2 separate regions of the Zea mays genome follow, and region 2 is linked to region 1. The links are chromatin contacts, called in public Hi-C maps. All regions are on one chromosome and are shown on one strand. The core of a region is the stretch at or near the end of the contact, and the rest is flanking DNA. Distances in the headings are between cores, read along the strand shown. Region 1 holds the start of LOC100284131. Region 2 holds the start of LOC100276738.

Region 1 (3,331 bases), core at 294-2,793:
ATCGAGCTAGGATAAGCAAAAAAATTCCCAAGCTAGCAAATGGTTCTAAACCGAAGAGGCAAAAAAATTACAAGCCACAGGGCTTAGAAACTACTACCTCCATTTTCTTTTATTTGACCCGGCAAACGTCAAATAAAAAAAGATCAGAGAGAGTACGAAACAAGATATTCCATACAACCATCTAATACCATAATCACCAAATAAAAGATCAAAAAGTTACGACCAAATAAACAAGATCACATGGCTAGAAATTAAGTTTGAGATTGAGACTCTGTGGAGAGAGCTTTCTCATCTATGAATATCATTAAAATTGAGTTGTGTAATAAGACAGGAGACGAATGGCTTAACCATCGTATGATTTCCTTCAAGTTGTGTTTTTAATATGATTTCCTTTAAGGTTCTGGAGTAAGAAGCGATGATGTTAATGTTGACATGATACATTTGGAAAGAGCTACATCATAACTTGTATATTATCTTTAACATCTATGACAACATTGTTTCGCCGTACAATTTTTTTTATATGTTACTATTAAAGTTTATGATCGCTTCGGCCGGCCCGGGTCTTAGTCAATTTCTGGGTCCGCCACTGCCAGTGATCGATCAAAACAACAATAACCGGTTCAATCAACAGAGGTACCAAATATTATGACAGTACAAGCTGCTAGTTATGAACAGATGCAAAGGAGGGATAAAGAAGTAGGATATGTTATGGGTGCTCACTCTCGACAGATCCAAAACGGATAGCAAACATCTCCTCCTTGAGCTCACCGTCGGCGAAGTCCAGCGCGTGCCACACGCACGACTTGTCGCTCCCTGCGTGCTCCTGCATCTTAGTCGTCGCCACCACTGTGCGTTCGGAGGAAGGGGATAAGCAATACAGTCCAGTGTCAAAACCTATCCAGGCAGATCGAAACCGCCAACGAAAATCACACAAAAACACAGTGATTACCAAGATGGTTAGCACAGATCTTAAGCGTCTTCGCCTGACGCATGACGAGGCGGACCTTGGCGGTCTCCTTGTGCTTAAGCAGCTTCACAGTGCCTGTGCCACGTTCTTTCCACTGGTTCGCCTCCTTGTCGAACCGGTAGAGCTTCGCCTTCCTGCATAACCGCCACACGTCAGATGATCAACAAAACCTAGCCGAATCGGATCGGGGTTGGGGTGGGGAGAATCGAAGCGGCCGAGGATGCATCACATGTCGACAAGTACGTCCTCGTCCTCCTCTCCGGTGGTAACGGCGACCTCCTCCAGCTTCACGATGGGCGCGACCTGAGCGCCGGTGTCCTCATCCTCGCCGGCCGCCGCGGCTTCCTCGTCCTCCTCCGCTGGACGGTGCTCCGCCGGGTCGGCCATGGTGTTCAGTGCGGTAGCAGCGGCGGTTGCAGTAGGGCTCGGGCCTGAGCTTGCTGGCTGCGCTCCTGCTCGGTTGCTGCTGCGCGTGGCGGCCGCGGCGGTGAGAAAGGGGCAGCTTGAGACGTGGGGTGTTTCTCGTGGGAGGGGACGTGCGCAGCGCAGCCGAAAGGGTTAGAGCAACACCAAAAGACCGATTTTTTTTATTTTAATTGTTTTTGAAAAATATTCATATTTAGATCCTTAAATGACTTAATCTCATTTTTAAACCATTTGTTTTTGCCACGGGCTATGACCGGCGACGACGTAACACGGCTCGCATCACAGATCTTTGTGCCGAGGTGCTTGCATCGTTGACGACGACAGACTGACGTGGCCGAGCTCGGCGCCATAATTCATGACTTTTGTCAAAATCGGCACATAGGCCAGCCAGAATGCCGCTTTGGCAGGGGCGGATTCAGGCCTGTGGCCACTAGGGCCCAGGCCCTACTCTTGGGCCGAATAATTATGTAACAGCCCAGCCCAACTAATTTGGTTTAGGGTTTAGGACTTTGAAGCTTGGGGCCTTGCGGGCGGCAGTGTGGCTGCTGTCTGGTGCTGTTTCGAACCGAGCAGAAGCAGCTAGCAGCACGCCGGTCGCCGGCAAGCAAGCAGCCAGGCGCGCAGCGGCCCAGGCAACGCAGCCGCTAGCTAAGCAGGAGCAGCGCGCGCGTGCCCGAGCAGCGAGCGGCCGAGCGAGCAAGCTGCAAGCAAGCAGCGCTGCGCCGCTGCGCAGCCGCGCAGGGACCGACCACCGGCTGGCTGGGCAAGCAAGCAGCCAAGGAGGCAATCAGGCAAGCAAAGCAAAGCAAGAGCGGCCTGCAGCCCTGCAAGTAGCTGCCAGCAAGTAGCGATTCGAGTCACGCAACAAGCAAGCAGACTAGCGCAGCAAGCAGGTCTGTTTTTGTTGTTTGACACCGAGAAAAACATGTTGTGTTTGTGTCTAATTACAGTGATTTGTGTTACAATTACAGTGTACAATATGAAGAGAGTTCGAACAATTGCATCATTTTATCAAGTCGCGTCAAATCAAGAATCGAATGAAATCATTCAAAACGTACAAATTGGGACTAATTTGGATGAAAATGAAAACAATCAAGAATCACTAGATGTTGGGACTGCACAAAATAATACGGAATCAATATATAGTGAGATTGTTGGTGATCCTGGACTTCGAAAACCAATTGAAGAGTTAGATGTGAACATTCGAGATGTGAGAGCACCTAGAGGGGGGGTGAATAGGTGATCCTGTAAAACTTGAACTTAATGCCACAAAAATTTGGTTAAGCGTTAGCACAGTAATGCTAAGTGGCTAGAGAAGAGTCTTAGCGAAACACAATAACCATAAGAGAATCAACACAGATAGACGCAGTGGTTTATCCCGTGGTTCGGCCAAGTACAACACTTGCCTACTTCCACGTTGTGGCGTCCCAACGAACGAGGGTTGCAATCAACCCCTCTCAAGCGGTCCAAAGACCCACTTGAATACCACAGTGTTTTGCTTTTCTTTTCTATATCCCGTTCGCGAGGAATCTCCACAACTTGGAGCCTCTCGCCCTTACACTTTGATGTTCACAAAGAAGCACGGAGTAAGGGAGGGATGGGCAACTCACACAAGACACAAAGATCACAGCAAATACGCACACACAAGACCCAGACTTGAGCTCAAGAGACTATCACAAGTTTCACACTAGAACGGAGCTCAAATCACTAAGAATGCCGAACAAGTGCGCAAGAATGGAGTGTGAGTGATCAATAATGCTCAAAGGATGCTTGGTACACTCCTCCATGCGCCTAGGGGTCCCTTTTATAGCCCCAAGGCAGCTAGGAGCCGTTGAGAGCAATCTGGGAAGGCAATTCTTGCCTTCTGTCGCCTGGCGCACCGGACAGTCCGGTGCACCACCGGACAGTCCGGTGCACCACCGGACACTGTCCGGTGCG
Region 2 (3,331 bases), core at 527-3,026, 270 kb before region 1:
GGTAAACAAGGTACGTGATGGAGTTATTCTCACCCAAGACAAGTATGCTTCAGATTTATTGAAAAAGGTAGGGATGTCAGATTGCAAACCAGTCAGCTCGCCACTATCCACCAGTGAGAAGCTATCCTTGCATGATGGATCTTTACTAGGCAACAATGATGCAACTCAGTATAGGAGCATAGTTGGGGCCCTACAATATTTAACTCTCACTAGGCCTGACATTGCCTTCTCAGTTAATAAGGTATGTCAGTTTCTACATGCTCCTACAACTGTTCACTGGGCTGCAGTAAAAAGAATTCTCAGATATATCAAACAATGCACAAAGTTAGGGCTGCATATACATAAGTCACCCTCAACCTTGGTAAGTGCCTTTTCGGATGCAGACTGGGCTGGTAGTATTGATGACAGAAAATCAACGGGAGGCTTTGCAGTGTTTCTAGGTTCAAATCTCATTTCTTGGAGTGCTTGCAAACAACCCACAGTGTCTAGATCCAGCACTGAGTCAGAATATAAGGCTATTGCCAATGCAACAGCTGAAATTATGTGGGTACAAATCTTACTTAAAGAGCTAAATATTAACAGTCCGAGAATAGCTAAACTTTGGTGTGATAACCTGGGAGCAAAATATTTATCAGCTAATCCTGTCTTTCATGCTAGAACCAAGCATATTGAGGTGGATTATCATTTTGTAAGAGAGAGAGTTTTACAAAAGTTATTAGAAATAGATTTTGTCTCCTCCCAAGATCAAGTCGCAGATGGCTTCACCAAAGCATTATCGGTCAGACTACTGGAAAACTTCAAAGTCAATCTCAACCTAAAACGGTTATGATTGAGGGAGGCTATTAGAATAGATATGCAATGTATTCTATATCCATGTATATCCTGTACTCGAGTAACAACCTACCGCTACTTTATTGGCTAGATATGCTTGCTTAGGAATAGATGAAGGTTGTTATTCAAGTATATCTGTTGTATAGCCTTGCACACCGGGCGCCTATATAAACACGCACGCGGCCCCTAACAGGGTAAGACGCTTCACCTGCCCTCTGAATATTTACACACCTGACCTTAGTCAAGTATGGCAATATTTAACACCTTATGTATAGAACCAAACACTGCATCAGTGTCTTGTTCCTGCCTGACTAGACCTAGACAGGCAGATGCTACCAAAATACGGGCAGTACCATTTGCCGTTCTGTATCAAGTCGAACAATGATAAGAAGGATCGGCCCAACTCTGCTCCAGACCAGAGTGCATGATTTGGTGAGCTGAGCCGCAGCTTTCGCAGCATTCCCCACTGAATAATGATGCTGCTGCACACAGTAAAAGGACAGACACACACCTAGAACCAGAAGACCGCCAAAAGGGCTGTTTCTGATGGAAGAGTGGAACACACAATCAGTTGGAACAGTGTCTACCTTTAGCGAGCAGCTAGCACCAATTTCTTCTCGATGACATGGAACCTGGACCATGGCCTATATATAAGCCTACATATACCTTTTGACAATGCAAAGTGAAGGAAGATGCCCAGGTTGGTCGTCTCAGGCAGCGCAAAGCAACGCCTACACGTTGCCCTTGCTTCACTCCTACTCGACCTAGTACAGCAAACAGTTAATTTCAAGTGCCAAATGCATCTAACCATGGCCCCGCAACGCAGTCCTATGATTCCCGCCTTAATTATATGCTCGCCGCAACCACTACCACCACCGATACTGAAAACAAAGAGCAGCTGCAAATAAATCGATAAGCCGTCTCACACCTTGAGCCTGCAACAAGCTAGCATTGCTGCATGCCAGCATCCACGTAGCATCTGAGCTTCATGGTTCAGATTCAGATAGCAGCGGTGAAGCGGATGAAGGGGCGGGCCCCGCTGTCAGTGGTGGTGGCAATCATCGGCGGGCTGGCTCTAGCGGGCGTCATCTTCACCGACGACCTCCGCTCACTCACTGGTACATGCATGCTTCTAGCGCTGCACCTACCGATCGAGCTCCATTCCACTGCACAGAACGCATGCACAATGCGCATGCTAGCTTTAGGGTAACCGATCTCCGTGTGCGGTGTGCCGCATGTGCCCATCTTCAGAGATCATGGAGAAGAAGGGGAAAGCGAAGGAGCACAAGAGGACGACGTCTCTACATGCCGGGACGACGACGAGGAAGATGCCGCTAACGCCGCCGCCGCAGCCGGCGAAGGCAGCGTTCGACCCGAGCCGGTGCAGCGTGACGGAGGGGTACTGGGCGTACAACAGGTCCAAGGAGCTGCTTTACACGGACCAAACATGCCCGTTCATCGACAGGCAGGTCTCTTGCCAGAGGAACGGCAGGCCGGACAGCGACTACCTGCGCTGGGATTGGCACCTAGACGACTGCAGTCTCCCAAGGTCAGCTACCGCTCGTGTACTCAGCTTTCCGTCATTTGAAGGAATGAGGTGGCTCATCCATCCCCATATTATTCTTCCTCTGTTTTTGTGGAATTTTATTTTCTCGAGTAAATTTTAAATCTTATTTATTTTAAAACGGTGGTAGTATGCTCGAGTCAGAAAAGAAAAATGAAAGCGATACTATATCAGTGTATCACCTCACCTCTCTATTGCTGACTGAAAAGTGGTCCGAATTAGGGTTGAAAACGGACGGAAAAATTCTCGTCCCGACCCGTACCGTTTTCTACATTTGACCCGACCGTTTCCGTATTTACGGAAAAATATGGAAACGGGACGGAAACGAGAGATGACTTATTCCGTCCGTTTTTTGCGGGATCCCGTTTTTTTTCCGGATAGAACCCGTATTTATTCCGTATTTGACAAACATGAGACGATCATAATATGCATTAGTATATAAACTAAATCCTAGTGTATTTAGGTGACAAATTATAGCACAATTTGTCATTGTAACCACCGACTCTTTTCAAATGACAAGTGATCTAAAATATTAAACAACATCGAATGTAGATAAATGTACATATTTAGCAACCAAACAACAATAGAATGTTGCCTCTCTATATTTATTTGTTTTATGCTATTGTTCTGTCAATCAATCACTAGTCAAACATCAATAACATTTCTATTTGTATTAAATTATGAGTTTCCGTTAGTATTTCTGTTTCCGTTCGTTTTCGTAATTCCGTTTATCCCGCTCCCGTTTCCGTTCCCGACTATTCCGGACCCGATCCCGTTTCCGATGATAAAATGCGGATACGGAAATGGAAGAGTGGTTTTTCCGTCCGTTTCCATCCGTTTTCATCCCTAGTCCGAATTCATCTTTCTCCATACAAAGGAACATATACGTGAGCCAGCACTTTACCGGGCCGAATCTAGCGGCCTGTTTTGCACTTC

What was found. A called contact is a pair of places that touch in the nucleus more often than the background predicts.
Region 2: a contact with region 1 is called in a Hi-C map of leaf, with 7 times the contacts expected there. The contact joins the promoter of LOC100276738 here to the promoter of LOC100284131 in region 1. A contact is called at or near these places in 4 of 25 Hi-C or Micro-C datasets (bundle sheath, ear, leaf and 1 more).

Annotation. Positions count from the first base shown.
Region 1 is chr9:143,543,167-143,546,497 of Zm-B73-REFERENCE-NAM-5.0, reverse strand. LOC100284131 reads right to left here and starts at 1,543. Exons shown (of 4, transcript NM_001157028.2): 1 at 1,197-1,543; 2 at 950-1,101; 3 at 721-846. The coding sequence starts at 1,354.
Region 2 is chr9:143,810,408-143,813,738 of Zm-B73-REFERENCE-NAM-5.0, reverse strand. LOC100276738 reads left to right here and starts at 1,776. Exons shown (of 6, transcript NM_001371576.1): 1 at 1,776-1,949; 2 at 2,083-2,380. The coding sequence starts at 1,820.